Regions from separate parts of the Mus musculus genome. Here regions 2, 3 and 4 are each linked to region 1. Evidence: chromatin contacts called from public HiCAR-type and HiChIP or PLAC-seq data. All regions are on one chromosome and are shown on one strand. The core of a region is the stretch at or near the end of the contact, and the rest is flanking DNA. Distances in the headings are between cores, read along the strand shown.

What was found. HiCAR-type assays count read pairs that join an accessible place to other places. HiChIP or PLAC-seq counts read pairs in DNA pulled down with a chosen protein or histone mark.
Region 2: an H3K27ac HiChIP or PLAC-seq map of extraembryonic endoderm stem cells shows a contact between it and region 1, with 5 times the contacts expected there. The contact joins the promoter of Platr22 here to the promoter of Dennd1b in region 1. A contact is called at or near these places in 1 of 39 promoter capture datasets (pre-B cells) and 1 of 115 datasets of contacts at active chromatin or transcription factors (extraembryonic endoderm stem cells).
Region 3: a HiCAR-type map of astrocytes shows a contact between it and region 1, with 3 times the contacts expected there. The contact joins the promoter of Zfp281 here to the promoter of Dennd1b in region 1. A contact is called at or near these places in 1 of 39 promoter capture datasets (liver) and 1 of 115 datasets of contacts at active chromatin or transcription factors (astrocytes).
Region 4: an H3K27ac HiChIP or PLAC-seq map of embryonic stem cells shows a contact between it and region 1, with 2.6 times the contacts expected there. The contact joins the promoter of Nr5a2 here to the promoter of Dennd1b in region 1. A contact is called at or near these places in 1 of 39 promoter capture datasets (liver) and 2 of 115 datasets of contacts at active chromatin or transcription factors (both in embryonic stem cells).

Annotation. Positions count from the first base shown.
Region 1 is chr1:138,962,412-138,965,111 of GRCm38.p6, forward strand. It overlaps Dennd1b (DENN/MADD domain containing 1B), which reads left to right and starts at 1,298. Exons shown (of 22, transcript NM_001166501.1): 1 at 1,298-1,474. The coding sequence starts at 1,458.
Region 2 is chr1:136,694,918-136,697,617 of GRCm38.p6, forward strand. It overlaps Platr22 (pluripotency associated transcript 22), which reads left to right and starts at 1,294. Exons shown (of 5, transcript NR_037986.1): 1 at 1,294-1,474. It also overlaps the pseudogene Gm24086.
Region 3 is chr1:136,623,648-136,626,347 of GRCm38.p6, forward strand. Zfp281 (zinc finger protein 281) reads left to right here and starts at 1,254. Exons shown (of 2, transcript NM_177643.4): 1 at 1,254-1,404; 2 at 1,625-2,700. The coding sequence starts at 1,639.
Region 4 is chr1:136,959,018-136,961,717 of GRCm38.p6, forward strand. Nr5a2 (nuclear receptor subfamily 5, group A, member 2) reads right to left here and starts at 1,431. Exons shown (of 9, transcript NM_030676.3): 1 at 1,210-1,431. The coding sequence starts at 1,273.

The sequences.
Region 1 (2,700 bases), core at 48-2,547:
TCCTCATGTGACAGGCGAATCATAATTCCCATTTTACAAATGTAGGAAGCGAGAAACTGAAGTTAATATCCCACGCCAAGACAAGCTGTGACAAAAACAGTATGCTCTGACATTTTGTTTTGTTTTTCAACCACATTGGGAGCTCATTTTTTTTTTTTTTTTTTTAAAGTAAGAGGTTTGTGGCTGTGGACTATATCTTTCTATCTTGATGGAGCAACACCGTTTTTTTTTTTTTTTTTTTTTTTTTTTAGCAGGAAAGTATAAGATCAAATCTAGTCTTTATTTTCCAAGGCTCCGTGTCTGACTTTTATGTGTCGTGACTCATACCACATTCATACCATGTTGGTTTCCTCATTCTCGTACTTTCTGTGTGGATGGATACAGTCTGAAGTAACCCTTACTGCATGACAGTCACTCTAGCCTTGTCAAGGGGGAATGCTAGCTGGGAGAAAGCCTTCTCCAGTCCCTAAGGAGTCTGTGTGACTCTCCAGCCCTGGACAATGTTTTCAACGTCTACCATAAATCTTTCTAAATGTCTTCTTAGTAGATCCTGCATCTGAGACAGCAGCAGACGAGGCAGTAAGAAGCCACAGTAAGAATCAGCAGCAGCTGAGCTTGGTTAGATTCCAACTTTGCCACTGCCTACTGCTTCCTTATCTCAGATCCAGTCTCTTGCTCTGGATTAAGGTACCTACCTATAGCTCAGGTGTTGAAAACACCAAGCCAGTGTTTGTCACTGCTTACAGAAACACATCAGGTTCCACCTCCTCCATCCTTCGTGGTGCCCTCTCAGCTCCCCTAGAACGACACTCTAGGGGGCCTGCTACTGTGTGTTCAAAAGTTAAGTCCCTGGCTGTGCGTCCGGTGTCTGCGGCAGGAATGTGTTTCCCATATGTGCCGGCAACTGGAGCCTGTCCTTGAGCAGTTTGGCAGAGCTGGTTAGCAGGTGCATGAAGTCTGAACATTCCTGAATCAGGAGGGGGCGGCTCTGGGTTTCCGAGAGAGCACTACCGGGGCCACGGGCAGGAGTGAGGCGGAAGTCAGAGCATCCACTCGAGCTCCCAATTTGCAATGAATGGGAGTCGTGATGTGGGAACCCCGGGGCAGAAGTGCTTTCCCAGGCCGGGGATCGCAGGAGCCGGTGCCCAGGACAGCAGGAGGGCAGGTCCTGCCCGGAGCCCGCGCGGCCAGGTGCAGCCGCCGGGCGCGTCCCCGTGCGCCCCCTCCCCCTCCCGCCGACTTCCTGGTTCGCGGAAGGTGGCGAAGCCGCCGCCGGCCGGGTCGCGGGAACCGAGAGGCGGGGGCAGGGGCAGGGGCGGGGGCGGCGTCGCCGCGGTGCTGTCCCCGCGAGGCCGCGGAGGGCGCCGTGGGCCAGCCGCCGCTCGGAGCAGCGCGTCCCGGACGGCGTGCGGGCGTGCGGGCGCGGGGCGACGGCAGCCCCGCAGCGACATGTGACCATGGACCGCAGGACCAGGTGAGCGGCGGCGGGGCCAGGCCTCCGCGGCCCCGGGTGCGGCCTGCCCGGTACGGCCCGCTGCGCGGAGGTCGGCGCTAGGCCGCAAAGCCTGCCCGGCCGGCGACCGGTCTTCCCCGGGCCGGGTCGGCCGTGCGCCGCGGCGGGCGGGCGGGCGGGCGGACGGGCGGGCGGCTCTGCGAGCGGTGGTTAGGGAACCGCTCCCCCGGCGTTAGGATCGCCGTGGTTCCCTTTAGGGTGATTTTTCAGGGTGGCCAGGGTTGCTTTCTGATGCTTTCCCTTCGTTTAAAATGAAAGCGGTGTTTGTTTGTGCAGCCGCTGAGTGTGTGTGCTGCTTGCAGAGTGGTATATGCACTAAGGTGGCTCTTCACCATTGGCCATTTTACTTGTAGGGAGTAGGTAAAAAGCAATTTGAATAACGGTGGCGGCTCTGCTTGGAGGTGTCTTAGAGATGGGTATTTGCAGCTTTTTCTCTGGAAACTTTACTTTGGGAAGAAATCTCGTCTTCTTTGACCGCCCCCTCCTCTTCCGTTCTACCTCACTGTGTGTTAGAGCCACAGTGAAAGGCCCTGTAGATTGCAGAGAAGTATTACCGAGTCAGGATTTATTTACCTAAGACAAATTCTAAATATCTTATGAAGATAGAAATGTTACACATTTTAGAATATTTCCTTTAATATTTGACACCATAGAGGACAGGGTGATTAAAAAAAAACACACAACTTACTCTTTGGACAATTTATTGTACTATGAGGGAATTAAAAAAAAAGATAGCTGGAGCCCGGTTTATGCTCATGAAACAAGTTAATAGCGGGTGGGATGAGGAAGTGGAGAAGTGGATATTTATAAATTAATTTGTATGGGTTGTCTTTCCCTCCAGTTCTAAAGAATGTCATGTTATATATATATATATATATATATATATATATATATATATATATATATATATATATTTAAAATCAATGTTTGTTTAGAAGTGAGAGATAGCATTAATATCTTAAAGAAATTATGTATTAAACAAGCCAATGTACAAAGGCACTAGTCTTAACAGGGTAATTGAAATATACACCATCACTTTTGTGCATTGTGATGTCTTTTCCTTTAACAGTCCCCTGCCTCTCCCTCCCATTATGGTCAAACCCAAGGCTTCAAGCACTCTAGGGCAGATACTGTGCACTGGTGAGCTACATCCCCAGACTTAATCTTATACCTTCTGATGGAAAGAA
Region 2 (2,700 bases), core at 44-2,543, 2.3 Mb before region 1:
CAATGTTTAACTCTGTCTCTGTGGTTAGGGAAGTGCATTCGGTGCCTGCCCTCAGCTCTCATCCTTTGGTTGCGATGGCCTTTGGTGACTGTGAGGGGAGAAAGGGAAGAGGTCCCATCCTTGGGTGCTTAGTGCAGCGGGGAGGTTTTGGAGGTAGGACCTGGCTCCTCAGACTGGGACACACCCACCTCCTACTTTGCGAGGCTTTGATCTTTGTGTCTGTGCCTCTGACCTCACTTCACATTGTAAAATGCTTCCGCAGGCGCCCTCTTCCCCTTCCAGCCCAACTTTCCATTTCCTCTGTCTTCTGTCCCAGGTGTTAAAGCTGTATTAACTAAAGATGGGCCAAGGGCACCGGAAAACCAGCTCTTGGCACTTAGGGCGTGTGCCCCAGAGCCAGCATACTTCAGGCTTTACATAGCCACTTTTTTTTTTTTTTTTTTTTTTTTTTTTTTTTTTTTTGAGACAGGGTTTGTATAGCCCTGGCTGTCCTGGAACTCTGTAGACCAGGCTGGCCTTGAACTCTGCAATCAGCCTGCCTCTGCCTCCCAAGTGCTGGGATTAAAGGCATGTGGCACCACTGCCCGGCTACGTAGCCAATTTAATCTGCTCTAGAAAAAAACCTTTCTTTCAAAAGCCAGGTACCTTTTATTCTGTTTCACAGATAGAAACCTTGAAGCTCAGAGAGGTGAAACAATTTGCCCAAGGTCTATTAAACAGAGGAGACTGGACTCTGAATTCAGACTGCAACTCCTGTTTGTAAGCTCTCAGTCATGTAGGTCAAGTGCCAGGCCAAGGAATTGGCATATTCTGTAATGCCAGGAAAGAGGTGAGTAGGAAGCGAGGCTACCTCACCCTGTCTCCCCTGGAAAACTGGTAGTGACAGACCAATGGATTTTGGATTTGAGCATTTCCCACCAAAGGACATAAATTCTAACAGGTAGGAAGTTCGGTGGTAGAGGAAAGCCAGGCATGCCTGAGGCCCAGTCCCCTCCATCAAAAACAAACGGACATCCTGACTTCTGACTACTCCTGGAGTAAGCAAGGGATAATTACCCACAATACCTGGGGCTGTGAATTCAGCAGAACTGACCAGACAGGCAAGGCCTAAGGTACAGGTGGAATGTTAATGACGATGCTAGAGAAAAGGGAGTGTCCAGTAAGTTTGGGGACCGCTGAGTGAGAGGCTTGTAAGATGTGGGCCTGGTGGATTCCTGTGCACAGCAGGGGGTTAGCCACCGCCCTGGGTCAGCAGGCACCTCTAAGGAGGAATGTTCCGAGGAATCAGTTTGGGAATGTGGCTTCAGGCCTGGCCGTTTCCTCTTTGTTTAGTTAGCGATTACCAAACACTTTTGTGTGGGTGCGGATCGGGCTACCGGACTGCCTTGAATCTCTGCTGCTTGCGCCCCGAAAAGGAAGAGGATCAGTACCACGTGACCACCGGCGGCAAGCTCCGTTAGGAAAAGATGTGAAGGTTAGTGAAACAAGATCATACTGGAGTTTTTTACAGAGCCTGGTGACTCAGGGATGGCTCGGTAAAAATACCTGTAGACTGAGGTCGTAGAAGCCGTCCTTGGTGACTAAGGTTTCACGTATCTCAGTTTGTCAAATTCTTTGTTAAGTGGTTCAAAACATTGAGAAAGACCTTAGGGCCCTAACAGAAACTTTCTTCTCAATGACACAGGAGGTCTCGGACTCTGAGTCAGTGGCCCTGGGCTCCAGAGCAAAGTAAGCATGGGAATGCATGGAATTTATTTGTAGTTTGCAGGAAATAAAGTGTTATTGTTAGGGACGTTTCCTGTCATAAACACACACACACACACACACACATATACATCAACACTTTAATTTGGCTTTAAAATAGCAACCTTAGATGTTGTTTTTGATCCAGGAACGTATGGGAAACCCCAAATTATATGTGTTTTGTGTTTTCTTTGCCTTTTTTGAATTTGTGGTGTAAGAATTCTCCATATTTCTCACAGATAGGATGTTAGATGTTTCTAGTTTCTTGGTGCTGTGCACGTAAAGATGTATGACTTCACTGTATGTGTGTGTGTAGGTGACACTGCAGTATAAATAGGGAGATTCTAGAGAGTTCTGTGATGCATTAGATATGAAAAACTAGCCTTTTGAGGCTGATGTGTAGCTCTGTGTCCCAGTACAAAAAGAGCAAAAAACTTAAAAAAATAAAACAACCTGGCGCACACCTTTAATCCCAGCACTCGGGAGGCAGAGGCAGGCGGATTTCTGAGTTCGAGGCCAGCCTGGTCTACAAAGTGAGTTCCAGGTCAGCCAGGGCTATACAGAGAAACCCTGTCTCGAAAAACTAAACAAACAAACAAACAAACAAAAAACCAACCCAAAACTAATAATAGCACTGGGACTCCCAATTAGGGAGGAAACTATTTATGTATGACATTCTCAAAAAGAAAATTTTAATTAAAAAAAAGAAAAGAGTGCTCACTTCGGCAGCACATATACTAAAATTGGAATGATACATCCTGGCCCCTGCTGCAAGGATGGCATGTAAATTTGTGAAGCGTTTCATAAATTAAAAAAAAAGAAAAGAAAAGAAAAGCAAGGTGGAGGGTGGTAAGCCTGCTTGGGGTGTGCCGGCGGGGGGGTGGGGGGTGGGGTGGGGGGCTTGGCAGAGTGCAGGATGTGGGGGTGGTGTGCGGGGGGGGGGGGGGGAGGGCGGGC
Region 3 (2,700 bases), core at 4-2,503, 2.3 Mb before region 1:
GAAATAATTTAACTGTAGTTCCATGGGGCTAGGAAGATACAATGCCTCATGAAACTATTCATAAAATACAGTTTTAAGGTTTCTGGGCAGGCTCAGAGAGGCCTGTGTTGGTAAACAATACACCGCTATGGCTTTAATTGCAAAATTTCTCAAGGAAGTTATTACAAGAAGTCATCTCGAGAAACACTATGAGAATATGGACGTGTGATTTCTTTAAGAAAACACACTATGTAAATAACTGTTCTCCAGGTCTTTTTATTAAAAAGTCTGTGGTGTATAAATACACCTAGGAAAGTTGCTGGTTTAGATTTTTGCATGCTCGCTGTGAATGCCTTTTATACATTATTAGGCACTAAATTAATATCTATTTGGTTTTGTCGATAGAACTTTTAATTTCAAGATTTTATCTAATTTCCCCCAACTGAATAAGGAACAACTTTTCAAGTTTCTAGGTATTCTATACTGGAGGGGTTGGGAGAGTGGGGTATGTATCCTAACAGAGATTTTAAACAAGAACGATGGCCAGTATTTGAGGCTAGTTAGTATTCAACGTAATAAGCAAATTCAGACAACTGAGAAAGTACGTGGCATTTAAATACCATCTGATGATGAAGTGTGTGTGGGCGTGTTTTACAGGACAGCTGCACCTGGGATTACACGTGGTTTCCCTTTGCGTAGCCTTCAGGTAGGCTGGCACTGAGACAATTTTCTGCAGCGGTCCCTCCTCTATGGCAGTCTCAAAGGCTCCTTCAATAAAGGCAAAGACAAGCGTTATTGCTGTCTCCATTCTGAAAAGGAGTAAAAGCTATCTGTAATCAATACCGTTACGAGTTTAAAGCTTTCAGGCAGAATCACAAGTACCTTAAGGAATCCTATTCTCTGTTTGATTTTGATTCAATACTTGGATTGCAAACACTAAAGTGAACCAAATGCCAATGTTCAGTTTTCAGTGTCTCCACCTTCCCTAACCCCTTCCTCTGCAGCTCCCACGCCACGCTGCAACACGCTCTCCTGGCGTCCCCGGACTTCCCGCCCCTTGGGCTCCACCTCCGGAGCGCCTTCTCCCTAGAAACCCTCAGCCACTGTCTGCCCCTCAGCAGGGCCACCAATCACGTCCCCTCGCTGCGGAAGACCCTCCGCTGTCCGCCTCCAAGTCCCCGCCCCTCCCACCTAGCCCCCAGCAGCTCCGCCCAACCGCCCGCTTGATTGACAGGCTAGCCAGGCGGAAACTGAGGCGCAGGCGCACGGGGCTCGCCGAGCGCCCCTCTGGTCCGGTCGAGGACTTCCCGGCAGACACCGCGCCGCGGCTGCGCAGAAGCGGGGAGGCTTTTAATTCCATTGTGGAGAGGACGGCGTTATTTTTATTAACTGGAGGCGACGGCGGCTGCGGCGGCGGCGGAACCCGTAAGTGTGGCCGGCGGGCCGGGGCGGGCGCGGGAGCGGCCAAGAAGGCCGCGGGGTCGAGCGCGCCGGGCCGGAGGCGGCGGGGCTGCGGACGGGAGCCGGGCGCGGTGCGGGCTGGGCGGCGGCGCGGCGGGTCCCAAACGCTGCGGTGGTCCCGGCCCGGGGCCCGGCCCTACCGCCGTTCCCCCTCTTCCCTCCTCTCCCTCCTCTCCGCAGCCAGGCCTCCTCCGGGGTATGAAAATCGGCAGCGGGTTCCTTAGCGGCGGCGGCGGTCCCAGCAGTAGCGGTGGTAGCGGCTCCGGCGGCAGCTCCGGCAGCGCCAGCGGCGGCAGCGGCGGCGGCAGGAGAGCAGAGATGGAGCCCACCTTCCCCCAGAGTATGGTTATGTTCAACCACCGGCTTCCCCCGGTCACCAGCTTCACCCGGCCGGCGGGGACGGCCGCCCCTCCCCCGCAGTGCGTGTTATCCTCCTCTACCTCCGCAGCCCCGGCCGCTGAGCCCCCCCCTCCGCCAGCCCCGGACATGACTTTCAAGAAGGAGCCGGCGGCGTCAGCCGCGGCCTTCCCTTCGCAGAGGACCTCCTGGGGATTCTTGCAGTCCTTGGTGAGCATCAAGCAGGAGAAACCTGCGGATCCCGAGGAGCAGCCGTCCCACCACCACCATCACCACCACCACTATGGGGGGCTGTTCGCTGGGGCTGAAGAGCGATCACCAGGCCTAGGAGGAGGGGAAGGGGGGAGCCACGGCGTCATCCAAGACCTCAGTCTTCTGCACCAGCATGCCCAGCAGCAACCGGCCCAGCACCACCGCGATGTATTACTGAGCAGCGGTAGCAGGACTGATGAGCACGGCAACCAGGAGCCAAAGCAGGACGCTAACGTCAAAAAGGCAAAGAGGCCAAAGCCAGAATCTCAGGGAATCAAAGCCAAGAGGAAGCCAAGTGCATCTTCCAAACCTTTGGTTGGAGAGGGAGAAGGTGCCGTCCTGTCCCCAAGTCAGAAACCTCATATCTGTGATCACTGTAGTGCTGCTTTCAGGAGCTCCTACCACCTGCGGAGACATGTCCTCATCCACACGGGCGAAAGGCCTTTCCAGTGCAGCCAGTGTAGTATGGGTTTCATCCAGAAATACCTACTGCAGAGACACGAGAAAATTCACAGCAGAGAGAAACCCTTTGGGTGCGATCAGTGCAGCATGAAGTTTATTCAGAAGTACCATATGGAGAGACACAAGAGGACACATAGTGGAGAAAAGCCATACAAGTGTGACACTTGCCAACAGTATTTTTCAAGGACT
Region 4 (2,700 bases), core at 181-2,680, 2.0 Mb before region 1:
CTTTGTCTTTAACTTTTAGGATGAACCGAATGTTACTGTATTTACTAAATTTATGGTAAAACTCCCACATTTATGGCTCTATATTGGTATAAATGTATGTGTGGGGATGTTTATCCTTTAAAATAATGAGTCAGGAATGGTAGCTCACACCTACAGTTCTGGTATTATGGAGAGAGACAAGGAGAAAGACGACAGAGCAGGTTCCTGGCCAGCCTAGGTTATATAATGAGACCCCTTGTCTCTCAGGAAAACCAAAACCAAACTCAATCCTCACTCATCCCCAAACAACAACAAGGAACCCCAAGATGCTTCACACGGTGGCCAGGTGTGTAGCCCAGAGATTGAGTGCTTGCCTAGAAAGTGCCCAAACTCTAGGTTCCACTTGTGGGGAGGGTATGTGGTTCTTTCTGTCTTTAAAAGCAAGTCACAGTAAGTCCCCCCACCCCCAAGAATCCTTTAATAATAGGCTGACTTTGTTTTTCTTGAATGACTTTCATTTGCCAACAAACAAACAAGCAAACAAACAAAAATCTCTATAGGATCACGGTGAATGAGACATCTCATGGTCCAGTTGAGATGTCACATTGCTGGTAAGTTCCCTGTTAGTTTTATTTGATCAGTGGTTGATCAATCTTATTTGCTTGTTTCAAAATGTTCAAAACTTTACTTGGCATGGTTGATTCAAAATGATCAAAAATTGTTAAGGCTGAAATAGATGATTAACAACTGGACTTTCTGCTGGGCAGTAACAGCACACACCTTTAATCCCAGCATGGTAGACAGAGGCAGAGGCAGAGGCAGGGGCAGGGGCAGGGGCAGGGGCAGGGGCAGGGGCAGGGGCAGGGGCAGGGGCAGGGGCAGGGGCAGGGGCAGGGGCAAGTGGATCTCTGAGTCTGAGGCTAGCCTGGTTTACAGAGTGAAGTTCCAGGACAGCCAGGGCTACACAGAAACCCTGTCTCAAAACCCTAAGCTTTTTGCTAAGTGGATCTAATACAATGGCATCCCCAAACACCGGATACAATAAATGATATTCATGTGTTGAATTACTCATTTGCTTCTTTCAACTTCAAGAAAAATAAATGTGTGATATATGTGTGGGCTTATTGTATGCTTTTAATAATTACTGCAGGCAAAGTAGTACATTAAAACACAAATCCACCATTAGTAGCACAAAACAGCCAGATGTTAAGAGAGTGGCTTCCTACTTACCAATAGCTGTAAGTCCATGCTTAAGAAATTCTTGAAAATCTCCAGTATCCAAACTAGCAGACATTCTTAGCGAAATTATTGGCAGTCCTTTGGCTTACAGCAGAAATCATTGAATGTGAGAAAGATTGCAGCTTGTCATATTTTGTGACTTTGGGAAGGAAACCTCAGACTACAGTAACCCTCATTTCCTTAGTGAAAGTTAAGAAAAAGGGGGAAAAAACAGAATTCAGAAAGGCTCCAGTCCGTGTTCTCCTGGACTCTGCACTTTTTCCAGCATGTATGACCTGCTGTAAACCATGTCTCCAGTTTCATGATGGTTTCTAATCAGAAGAAAGGAAGCTTTCAATAGGCTTCAACTGGTCACATGACCCTGTGCCGGTTGATAAGAGGACCCTGTTATAAAGTGACAGCAAAAGAGATAAGAACTCTTGGCAGATAATGGCAAAGAAATGATTAACTCAGAAAAGGAGGGGTTCTTCTGCAGCCCAGAGTGTGGAAAGTTGTAAAGCCAAGGGGTCAGGAGATCATACTTAGTGGATAAAAACTCCAAACCACCTCAAGTCCACTAACTAAACTGCAGCTTGTGACATGGCCCTTTGATGTCACTGCTTCTGGCATGGGGAAGGACAGACTCTGCTCTTCTGACCTCTGCAAATACATTTTAGATGATAACATTGGCGGACATTAATTCTTTAAATGATGACTGTAGATATGATTGACACTTTGAAACCCTACAGGAGCACTTGCAAGCTCGTGGGTATTTACTTACCATTTGACCAGTTGCCTTAAAAAAAACAACCCTGTATGTTTGTTAGAAGAGGCATTAGCTTGCTTGTATATTGGTCATTGGGCTAAAGCGGTCATTTCTTTACCTCCATAAAGTAAAATACCTTGAGATAAAATTTGAGCAAAATGATACATGTATAATGCATTTTTCATATATGATTCTGTATATATAAGTGTGTATGTATTTGTGGGGGCCCCCACCTGTGTGTAGGGGGGGTAGATTGTACACTATGTGATTATGCATAAGGAGTCCAGAATACAACCTTGGGTGTTGTTTCTTTTTCTGGTTGTTTTTGGTTTTGTTTGTGTTTGTTTGTTTTCCTTGAAACAAGGGTTTCTCTATATAGCCCTGGCAATCCTGGAACTCACTCTGTAGAGCTAGGCTTGAACTCAAAGATCCCCCTGCCTCTGCCTCCAGAGTGCTGAGATTAAAGGGATTTTAAAAGATCATAGGATGTCAATTCTTGTCAGTTATTTCTTTGTTGTTATTTCTCTGAGCAATCAAACAACAGTCTGACATGCCAGAAATCTCCCTATATATAGGCTAAAGGACACAGAACTCTGCAAAACAGCTTTTTTCTTAAAAATTATTTAGGTCTCTGAAGCATCACTCTTCATATAATACATCTTCTAGAAGCTAAAATGGAGTAACTCAGGTATAGTTGAATAATGGAGTGTACAAGTTTAGCATACATAAATCCCCAG